2 separate regions of the Mus musculus genome follow, and region 1 is linked to region 2. Evidence: chromatin contacts called from public promoter capture Hi-C data. All regions are on one chromosome and are shown on one strand. Each heading gives the region's core, a stretch centred on a gene start, on an enhancer-like site or on the middle of the called end of the contact. The rest is flanking DNA. Distances are from core to core; before and after follow the strand shown.

Region 1 (5,780 bases), core at 709-3,208, 2.6 Mb before region 2:
GCAACTCCACAGTTCCTGACATTCCTTTGTACACTTGATTACCCTGCTCTGAGAGCCATTCTGTTTGTTTCTCAGCCCTTTCTTTAAACGTTTGCTCCTTAAATTAGGTTTTGAGCATAGCATTATACAATGGGAATACAAAGGTATCTCTGTCATGGAGGGTGGATCACACTGAAGACCATAAGCTAATGGAGTAGGGAGTGGATACAAGAGCTGGAATTTGAAGATACATAGCTGAGTATTTAAATAAGAGGAACAAGAAAGTCCTTCAGAAAATAGTAACAGCACATGCTGCCCCAGAGTTAAGGGCCTGAGGTAATTAAACACAGTTCTATAATAAAACCTGGGTAATATTCTCCAGCTGTAGATATTTGTGTCTTTGCGGTCTCTTTTCCACTTTGTTAAAAATGCCTTAGCAGTGTCACTGATTGCTTATCTTTGTATATGACACTTCCGAATCTGGTAATGCTGATTCAAACTATTACAGATGTTAAGAATAGAAACTCTGATAAGCTTTACTTTTCTGTAATTCTTTCCAGGTATGTTTTGGCCCTTGACACTTGAAATTCCTCCAATATAATTATTAAAGATGGTAAAACCTACTTTATTGATACAATTTATTACTCACCGTTCTCTTTCTCCAGTTTCTATTAACTTTTGGTTAATCGCTGCTCTCATCTGCGCATCTTTGTTCATCTTGCTAACCTGGACATCAACATGCATTTTGAGATACATAATATTTAGAAAAGTGTTTCCTTCTAAGACCTCTCTAGACAATCATCCTAATACATTGAACATTATAATAAGGAAAGGATGATAATTTTAAGTACCTTACATGGTATTATTATTCTTAGTACTATTTCCTGTATCCCAATTCCCTTCCCTCATAAGCTCTTTATTGTTTATTTTCTTTGTCTTTTTAAAAAGGGAATAACTACTATTATAATACCATTAAGCACTTATGTACCTAAAACTGAGAATATTTAACCCCCAAATTTGCTCTAATGACACAATTCCATTTTACAGATGAGAACACTGAGGCACAGAGACAGAATGTGAAGTCAGGTACTTGGAGTCCCACCTTATTTAATTGTACACTAATATCTGACTGGCGTTCATTTCTGCATCTTAACTGCATTCAATTTCTGGGTAAGCCATAGCATGCACACTAATAAAAGATACGACTATGAAAAATGAAATAAGACTATGTGCTTGCTTTACCCAATAAACTTCACGGAGAATTACAACTGCTACCCTAGCTTTGGATTTCATATCCTTATTTCTGAAGGGTAAGTAAGAAAACGAATTTCAAACTAGTCTTTGAGAAATTCTTCATTTTCAATAAAAAACAGACAACCAATGCCAAAATAGGTGTAGGGGAAAAAAAAAAAAAGCAAGGTTAACTTTTGAGCGCATTTTTGCCATTTAAAAGTCAGGTTTAAGTTAATGTTTTCCTACTTAGTGTGAATCTTCTTTTGTAATTCTCCGTCTTGTCTGTATGGAAATTCAGACTACAAAGAATTTTCAGAGTTGGGCTGCGCAAGAAGCAGGTGAACAGAGGGTTAATAACTAGGCAACGCTTTACTTCTGTAGTTGGGGCTTAACATTTCCAAATTAACTGCAAAAGTTTAGACAGTGTCATAGCAAGAACAGCAAAACTTCGTCTCGTCTTGGCCCCTAAAATCACGGATAGTGACCTTGGGCAAGTCACTTAATGCCTAAAGGCCTCAGTTTTCTCACTGGTAAAACCAGGGCGCTAGGGACTCCCTCCCGGTTCTGACATTCTTTAGGAAAATGCAACACGGCGCAGACAGCTGGAGAGGCGGGAGGGGAGGAGCCAGAAAACAAAGCGGGGACTGGCTCCCGGCCAACTCCAGCAGCACGCCCTGTCGGAGAGCCCTACAGGCCCGCGAGCGAGCGAGCGAGCGAGCGCGGGTCGGGGAAGCTAACGAAAGACAGCACATCGAAAGGAGCCTGGGCTGGGCCCGGGTCCCGGCCCTGAGGACCACGGGCATAGCTCACCACCATCACCGCGGGCGAGGGCCGTCCCTTCCCAGCGACGAAATGACCCTTGCGCTGACGACCGTTACCTACCACACTCTTCGGCTGCCCGGACTTAGACCCTCAGTAGCTCGGGCACCTAAGCACACAGAAAGCTAGACCACGCATTTCCGGGGCGGGATCTGGCCACCCTGCCTATAATGTGAGAATTCAACTAGCGCGGGCCGCCTTCTGGTCGCTCGGCCCTCTGGGTAAGGAAGTCCAGAGTCTGTTAGCTGACGTGGGTTCAGGGATCAAAAAACTACATTTCCCAGCATTGCAACAGAACCAAATTTCTCATGGACACTACACTTCCCAGAAGAGACGTGGCGCCGCAGAGTCGTCTGGGATGGGAACCACGCCGTTTCCCAGCCTCAGTTCCAGGAGTGAAGCGCGGACCTTTCAACAAGAGCTTTATTGATTCTCTTGCTGGGATCGGGGGAACGCGATGGAGGCGGCCAATTGCTCTCTGCGGGTGAAAAGACCTCTGCTGGATCCCCGCTTCGAGGGCTACAAGCTGTCTCTCGAACCGCTGCCCTGCTACCAGCTGGAGCTTGATGCAGGTGGGATCGGCGGCACCCTCTCGCACCCGGTTCCTTCTTGTTGAGGCTGCCATTGGCGCAACCCTCTGTCACTCCGGCTAGCCAGCCACCTCCTGCCGGTCTGCACCTAGAGCGGCCGTCCACGCGGGGACCCGAGGATGCCCCCTTTCCTTCCGCGCCTTAGCCGCGGCACTGTGGGCTGGCCTAGGCGTCCGCAGCTCAGGCTCGGATGTTCTCCGCCCATACATCTCTGGCTCCTGCTCTGAAGGTTCAAGTTGTCCTTCCTTCCCAAACCTTACCTTTAGTAAACGTGTTCGCTGAGAAGCCACACCTCCTTGGAAAGTCCCCAACTCCCTTTTTCCTTCTGACGCAGAATCATTTCTTGGGAGAGAAAAATTTCCACATTCAGTTAGCAGTTTCAAATACTCGGGTCCTGGATCATGCTACAATTTATTGAGGGCAAGTGATTTAGTGCGCTTACTGTTGCTTGCTGCTACTACTTATTTATCTGTAACTTCCTAGAGGCTATTCTCCTTTTTACAACCATAGGAATTGTAGTTTTGTTAGGGAAAGTGTCCAGGGATTTGTGTTTTTAAATACATGTCTCTGCAGATTCTTATTTTGATACAAGTTTTCCATAGGTTGTACTTTGAGAAATAGTGATCTAGAGGTGTTAGTCGACGTTTGAGTATCAAGCGTTACTTATGTATGTATCTATGTATCTTTTCTCTAGATTGTATCTAGATTGTAGGGAGTCTATTCTTGACTGTCCTGGCACTTGCTTTGTAGCCCAGGCTGGCCCAGAACTCACAGATAACCAGCTGCCTCTGTGCTGGGATTAAAGACATAAACAAGTAGACCAACAAATGCTTGGGTTTTTTGTTTGTTTGTTTGTTTGTTTGTTTTTAAAGTTTCTTAAGTGTAAAAGTAATTGTTGTGGGCCTGTTTTGTGATTCATCGAGATGATTACGTGATTGGTATAATCATGAGTACCTAATAAATCATAATCCATTCACTAATAAACATCTAATTACAGTATGGGCAAGTAGTGAGAGGAACGTGAGCAAATGTAATGGTCTAACTGAGTATGTTTTCTCAACTTGTTTGGAGACCTGGGAAAACTTCCGGTAGGAGTTGATGAGGGACTTGAGTTGTGAAGGAAAACAGGTAGCTGTTGGCTGGTATAAGAGGAGAGGTGCTTCCTTCTTTTTGTTCTTTCTCTTGGACGTTTTTTGTTGCTTTTCTTTCTGTGTCAATAAATGATCCGGCCATGTTTAGTTAGCCAATTGATTGGAAACAAAATTCGAAGGAACAAAACCTAATGGCTCAAGCCAGCAGGTTCTCCTCACTGCTCATTCAGTTACGAGTTGGCAGAGGCAGTTCTAGTCAGCTTGATTTGTCTAGATCACTTGCCAGATGATCTTGACTTGAGTCTTCCATATGGCTGGTCACCTTTCAACAGGCTAGCACAGGCTGTTTGCGGAAGTTAAGTCACGGTGTACATGCTGTTCCAGTGGCTGTCGACACATTTCCACTTGTTCCATTGGGCAAAGCAAATTAAATAATCAAGTGAAGAATTGCTGTTGGAAGACCCTAGCAGAGGGTGGAGATCTAGAGCGCTAAAAGTTGGGACAGTGAAAGTCTAGGAAATTATATTACTCTCTGTTAATGTGAAATCAAGGTACTAAACAGGTATAATGCCCAAGTTTCCTTGTGCCCTTGTGTAACTCTCTCTGCTGGCACCCACAGTCAGGAAATGAGAATGCTTACTCTCAACCTGATTTCTCTTTATTCAGTAGTGCTGCCCCCATTAAGATCTAGGTAATCTCTCATAGGTTTGCCCAGAGGCTTATCTATAAGATGATTTGGGATGGAGCTGGTTAGATGGCTCAGCAGGTAAGAGCACCCGACTGCTCTTACCTTGCTCTTACCTGCTCTTGAGTTCAAATCCCAGCAACCACATGGTGGCTTACAACTATCCCTAATGAGATCTGACTCCCTCTTCTGGAGTGTCGGAAGACAGCTACAGTGACTTACATATAATAAATAAATAAATCTTAAAAAAAAAAAGATGATTTGGGATCCTATGAAGTTGACAACCAAGATTAGAGCTGTCCATTTTTCTGCAAATCTCATTTTCTTTACAGCTGAATATAATGCATTTCATATACGTGCATCTGTGTAGCTTTCCTTTATTCAGTCATCTATTGATAAACATCTAGATTGATTCTGTTTCCTAGCTTTTGGGAAGAGAGCAGTAATGAATGTGAGTGTGCAGGGATCTCAGTGGTAGGATAGAGAATTCTTTGAGTATATGCCCAAAAGTATAGCTGTAGGGTCATAAGCTTTGGAGAAACCTCCATATAGATCTCCATAATGGCTATAAGTAGTTTAAATTTCCACTAGCCATAAAACGGGATCATCGGTGTGCGCTATCCTCTCATTTCTTATGGATGACACTGAATCTCAAAGTAGGTTTAATTTGCTTTTTTCCTGATTGCTAAGGATGTGAAACACTTTGATGTGTAGTGATGTGTGTTTTAGTTTTTTAGTTTGTTGTCGTTGTTATGTATAGTTAGCTATTAACTTTTTGTCTGAGTATAGAGCTAAAGACTTTCATTCTGTAGTCTGCCTTTCACTCTGTTAATAGTTTCTTTGCTGTTGAGAAAACATTTTAATTTTATATCATCTCGTTTATTATTTCCTGTGGTTATTTCCTGTGCTGATAAAGTATTGTTCAAAAGTTTTTTTTTTTCTTTCTGTGCCTATATCTTGAAATGTATTCCCTTTAATCTCTTGTAGCCATCTCAGTATTTCAGATTTTGATAGAGTTTGAAATAATTTTTATGTAGAGTGAATATAGTCAATAATTTAGGAGGGAAAGCCTTATCTGTTCCCATTCTAGCTCCCAAATAATTGACTCAAAGTCCTATTAAGTTTATTAACAAGCTTTAAACACAATGACTGGGCAGATGTTTGTCTATTCTAACTTTCTAAGCCATAGATAGGTCCCATGTTACTTGCAGTCTGAGTTTCCCTGGCTTGCTCTGTTCCATGTGCACCCTCATGGTGAATCCCTTGGTGACCTGCTCATCCTGACTCCTCTCCGATCCTTTGCTCAGGACCAATTCTTTCTCATTCTCCCCAGACACACCTCCTTCGGGACTGTCTCCCTGGAATCAGAAGTCCTGCCTTCTC
Region 2 (5,594 bases), core at 17-2,516:
CTACTGGCAAGTCCACACTTAAATTTTACTTCCTAACCCCAAGGCCAGCCTGGTCTACAGGGTGAGTTCCAGGACAGCCAGGCCTTCAAAATAGAGAGACTTTGTCTCAAAAACAGACAGACAAAAATGATCAAACAAACAGGCAAATACACCACCCAAACCAGAAAATAATTACACATCAATTCCTTATCTGACTTACAAACAACTCGGTTTCTTCTAAGAAAGTAGGAATACTCAAAGCCTTTTGATTATAGAATATGTATGCTGTAACAGCTTTTAGGAATGATAAATATTAAAAGTCGGTCTTATAAAATGGAAAATCCTGTTTATTTATACCCCATCGAGAGAAAGAACATCCATTCACAGAATCTGTTGTCCCTTAGTGTTTGTACGCTCACAGCAAGAAGGCAGTTCTCAAGGAATATAGACATGTCACTCGTCACTCAAGGTACTTCAGATTCCTTTGTTCTTTGGCAAACGAATGTGAATGTACAGAGGAGTCAATAGGGCCTTGTGAAACTTAGATTCTTAACACTTACGGAAACAAAAAGGTTGGTAGCAAACAATTCTTTTTCAAAGGTTTTACTGCATTTATGTATAATCTGCACACATGGAATGTTAGTGTGTAGCTATGTGTGGAACACATTGTGTCATTTCTTGGTGGGGACTGGTTCTAATACTTTGAATTAATCAGGAATCTGCGTGCCCAAACACTAAAGGTCCTTGCCCCCTATTGGTTTTTGATCAATCAATAAATGGCCAGTGGCTGTGTGGACAGAGAGGGATGGAACTTTTAGATTGTGTGGGCGAGGAACTGGGAGAAGGGAAGAGAATCACCATGATTCCGAGGGAGGTGGGTCAGACTTAGAGCTGCAGAAGGAAAATCATCCCAAATGTAGGTGAGAAGGAATGCAGTCCCTGGAAGGGCTGCCCAAAAGCGTCTCGGGCAGCAAAGACTAGGGAGCCGCCCCGAAGGAGCCAGGGCAACAGAGATAAAATATAAAATTAGAGGGTGTTAAGCCAGGATTACAGGAGGGAGATGTGCGCTAGCCGCAGGGAGGATTAGAACTGCCCAGTCTTTGAGCTAGCAAAGGCATTTTAAAATTAACTGGTGTGTGTGTATGTGTGTGTGTGTGTGTGTGTGTGTGTGTCTGTCTGTCTGTCTGTCTGTCTGTCTTTCATTCGAGAATCCAGATAGGTCCTGGGAAGGTGCTGGGAGCCAAAGCACAGTGTAGCTAAACTCACCGCTGGCCTTCAGCTGAGTCCTGGGACAAAGTTCAGACTGTCAGGGCCGGTGGCCAGTGCCTTAACCTACTAAGCCATATTGCTGGCCCTTACTCAGATTTTTTATTAAATACCCAATGGTTTTAAATTACTGATCTTTGCTACTGATAACGTTTATTCAACCACTATTATTTCTAACTAACATTTTCAAAGCATCTACTTTTGCCATTATCATTTTTAAAACTTGGTAGTTGTGAAGGTCAAGGTGGTTTCCTCTAAAGGCTAATGTCAAAACTCCAGAGCTGCCCAGTTGATACTGTTTTTAGACAAGACATGCCTACTATAGCTGATCCTCAAAGGAAGAAATTCCAAGAGGAGGAGGATTACATGATCCCACTCATACAGCCTAGTCTGTCAAGAAGACAAACATTGAGAAAAACAACACGCTCAATTCAGGGCCTCAAGATGCTCACAGATTTAGATAAATAATATATGGGTCATGATAAACAATAACCTAGCACTCAGCCCTAATTAAGTACACACAAACACTAACCCAACTCTAGAGACTAAAATTATCTGACAGAACTTATATATGATTTTTTTTTAATTCTAAAAATAAGCAAACAGGAAGAGATGATTAAGCATATTGGGAAATTAACCAAATAGGAGTTTTATATAATACATGTAACTTTGAAATAATCAGTTATGTCAAAAAAGCAGATACTCCTGAGTATCTTAATAAAACTAGGAAACGTGCCTACAACTACCCATGATGCATTACTAAGAACAAAGGCTGAGAATCAGAAGAGCTTAGCACAGGAACTAGACTAATGAAATACTATTAATTTCAATTAAGTTCTGGCTAAAAAGAAAACCCTTGAAAAGGTAATGCTGAGAATTTCCAGAACTGATTAAAGATAGATCTACAGATTTAAGCATTCTATTCCCTAAACAAGAGACACACACAATATACCTACTAAAACTTCATAATACTTAAAAGAGAAGGTTTTATTTTGTTGTTGTTGTTTCATTAAGTATCAAGTGAGAAAATTCACAGATCTCAGAGTGGAGGCAAACTTTCCAAGGGCAGATGCAAATCCTCTGAGCCTCTTCACTCAGGTCCTGAAGATCATGATGTAAGCAAGCACAAACCCCAAATAAATAATTATCAAACAAAAGATCACAACATGGCAGAAAACAAATGACCAATCTAAAATTGTTTATCCAAGAAAAACTAGATAAAAGTTACAAGAAAAAAGAGGAAGAAAACCCCCCAAATCAACCAAGCAAAGACAGTTGTTCCCCAGCTCTCCATGAGGAACTGGGTTAATGTAGAGTCCCAAACTCCCAGGTATTCAAGTTTTGTACATTCCCATACACCATAGGCCATTCATGATGAAGTAATTCATGATGTACTTCAATATCCAACACAATGAGAATGCTAGATAATAGCTGGTTGTTACACTGTTTCGTTTCAGAATAACAAGAAACAAATCTGCACATGTTTAGCACAGTTTTCAACTTTCAGTACTCTTCTATTTTCAGAGACACAAGTTGAGAGTGTTAACCATCAACAAATCTTCAGAGAAGAAATTCATACAGCAAATGTCAAAAAGAAGGAGAATGATCCCCAAGGGTTATGTGAGATACGTGCAATAAAAAATTACCTAAAATCTCAAATGTATCAGTATTTAAGCACTGTCTCAATAAAAGGTAAAAGTGTGATTTGTGGACAAAGAAGGATGGATACAGACGTTAGCAGCCCATAACTGGGAAGGGGGTGCTGAACAACAAAGTCATCTGGGAATTCTTTTCAATGCTTACAAAGAGAAATAAAGGTATTAGCAAGAGTCTTAAAGAACACATTTCCTGGAATTCTAAGAAAAGCCCAACAACAACAACAGAACCTTACTACCAAACAACCATGCTGTCCTCGCAGACTGAGAGGGGAGATAAAGCAGAGCAGAGATGCTGCACTGTGTACCCTTAGGGAAGATCAGTTGAATGAGCTACACCAAATGATTCTGTATACTGAGAAGTGGAGACAGAAGAAGGGGTCCTCCTACCTTAAACTAGTCCTTAACCTACCTTAAACTAGTCCTTAACCTACCTTAAACTAGTCCTTAGAGATATGCACTCTAAATATTAGGACAAGCACTAGGAAAAGTTAGAATGAACATAGTTGAAAAGCTAACAGGTGAAAACTACGCAAACACATGATGTTTAATTAAAACCAGAGAAAATGGAAAAGAGTGAGAGATCAATTCCCAAAAGACATAAACCTCCAAAAGTCACACCAGAAGAAACAGATATGCCCAGACCTATCCCTTAATTAAACAGAATCAAGGATTAACTTCCAAAACAGGAAGCACCAGACCCATATGGATTCCCTGATAAGTAAACGCCAAACATGGAAGGAAGGAAGAAAACTAATTCTCACAATCTCTTGTAGGAAACATAAGCAGAGGAGATACTTACTAACTCATTCTGTGAGGCCAGCATTACCCTAATAAAAAAACAAATAAAGACATTACAAGAAAAGAAAATTACAGACCACTATTGCTCATGAAAACACATACATACATACATACATACATACATATTTAACAATATTAGCCAGTGCCACCAAATGATGCATGAAAGTAAATGTACACAATGATCAAGTCAAATTTATTATATGTATACAAGGCAAGTGCAATATCTGAAAAGCCACTGATATAACCCGAAGCTAAAGTAAAATATTGTGATCACAATATCATAGATAGAGAAAATCCAATATCCATTTGTGATGAAAGCAGTCAGCAATCTAGAAGCTGAGAGGATGCCAACGTGATAAGGAACACATGGAAAGAATACTCCTATAGCTGTTATCACAAACAGCAGGGAGAAACAAGATTCTGTTGTATTAGACCTGGAGCAAGGAGAGGGGATTTCTCTCATCACTCTATTCAACCGTTTACAGGAAGTCCTGGATACACAATAAAGACATGAAATCCAAGACAGGCAGACACAAAAGGAGGAAATTAAAACCATTTTTGCTTTAAAAAAATGCTATGGTTTGTGAAGAAAGAAAATCTAAATTATCAACTTAAATACTGCTGGATTAATAAATGGCTGCAATATTTCCAGCATACCAAGCTAATACACAAAAATCAACTTCTTGCAATTAACATTATTTTAGTACCTTAGGCACAGACCTAACAAAGTGCACATTAGACCTACATAAAGAAAAGTGTGTTCCTCTTTCTCCACATCCTCATCAGCATCAGCTGTCACCTGAATTTTTTATCTTAGCCATTCTGACTGGTGTGAGGTGGAATTTCAGGGTTGTTTTGATTTGCATTTCCCTGATGATTAAGGATGTTGAACATTTTTTCAGGTGCTTCTCAGCCATTCCGTATTCCTCAGTTGAGAATTCTTTGTTTAGCTCTGTACCCCATTTTTAATGGGGTTATTTGAATTTCTGGAGTCCAGCTTCTTGAGCTCTTTGTATATACTGGATATTAGTCCCCTATCAGATTTAGGATTGGTAAAAATCCTTTCCCAATCTGTTGGTGGCCTTTTTGTCTTATTGACAGCCTCTTTTGCCTTACTCCTCCACTGCTAGTGGGATTGCAAGCTTGTGCAACCACTCTGGAAGTCAGTCTGGAGGTTTCTCAGAAAATTGCACATAATACTACCAGAAGATCCAGCACTACCTCTCCTGGGCATATACCCAGAAGAAGTTCCAACTGGTAATAAGAACACATGTTCCACTATGTTCATAGCAGCCTTATTTATAATAGCCAGAAGCTGGAAAGAACCCAGATGTCCCTCAACAGAAGAATGGATACAGAAAATGTGGTACATTTATACAACGCAATACTACTCAGCTATTAAAAACAATGAATTTATGAAATTCTTGGGCAAATGGATGTATCTGGAGGATATCATCCTTAGTGAGGTAACCCAATCACAAAAGAAGTCATTAGATATGCACTCACTGATAAGTGGATATTAGCCCAGAAACATAGACCACCCAAGATACAATTTGCAAAACACAAGAAAATCAAGAAGAAGGAAGACCAAATTGTGGATACTTCTTTCCTTCTTAGAATAGGGAACAAAATACCCATGAAAGGAGTTACAGAGACAAAGTTTGGAGCTAAGACGAAAGGATGGACTATCTAGAGGCTACCCTACCCAGGGATCCATCCCATAATCAGTCACCAAACCCAGACACTATTGCATATGCCAGAAAGATTTTGCTGAAGGGACCCTGTTATAGCTGTCTCGTATGAGGCTATGCCAGTGCCTGGCAAATACAGAAGTGGATGCTCACAGTCATCTGTAAAATGGAACACAGGGCTCACAATGGAGAAGCTAGAGAA

Evidence for each region. Promoter capture Hi-C pulls out the DNA fragments that hold promoters and counts their contacts.
Region 1: a promoter capture Hi-C map of liver shows a contact between it and region 2, with 4 times the contacts expected there. The contact joins the promoter of Nudcd1 here to the enhancer-like site in region 2. A contact is called at or near these places in 3 of 39 promoter capture datasets (liver and pre-B cells), 1 of 484 Hi-C or Micro-C datasets (pre-B cells), 1 of 115 datasets of contacts at active chromatin or transcription factors (astrocytes) and 1 of 9 other capture datasets (liver).

Annotation. Positions count from the first base shown.
Region 1 is chr15:44,424,485-44,430,264 of GRCm38.p6, reverse strand. Nudcd1 (NudC domain containing 1) reads left to right here and starts at 1,958. Exons shown (of 10, transcript NM_001113554.1): 1 at 1,958-2,603. The coding sequence starts at 2,489. It overlaps Eny2 (ENY2 transcription and export complex 2 subunit), which reads right to left and starts at 2,154. Exons shown (of 5, transcript NM_175009.3): 1 at 2,023-2,154; 2 at 629-705. The coding sequence starts at 2,028.
Region 2 is chr15:41,836,388-41,841,981 of GRCm38.p6, reverse strand. The region is part of intron 11 of Oxr1 (oxidation resistance 1); the gene reads right to left. Among named protein-coding and RNA genes, the nearest start is that of Abra, 31 kb to the left of the region's middle. Within about 2 kb of position 1,266, at least 17 of the 459 cell types and tissues checked have an H3K27ac peak or open chromatin away from gene starts, as enhancers often do. A contact at or near this core is called in liver, where this site is marked.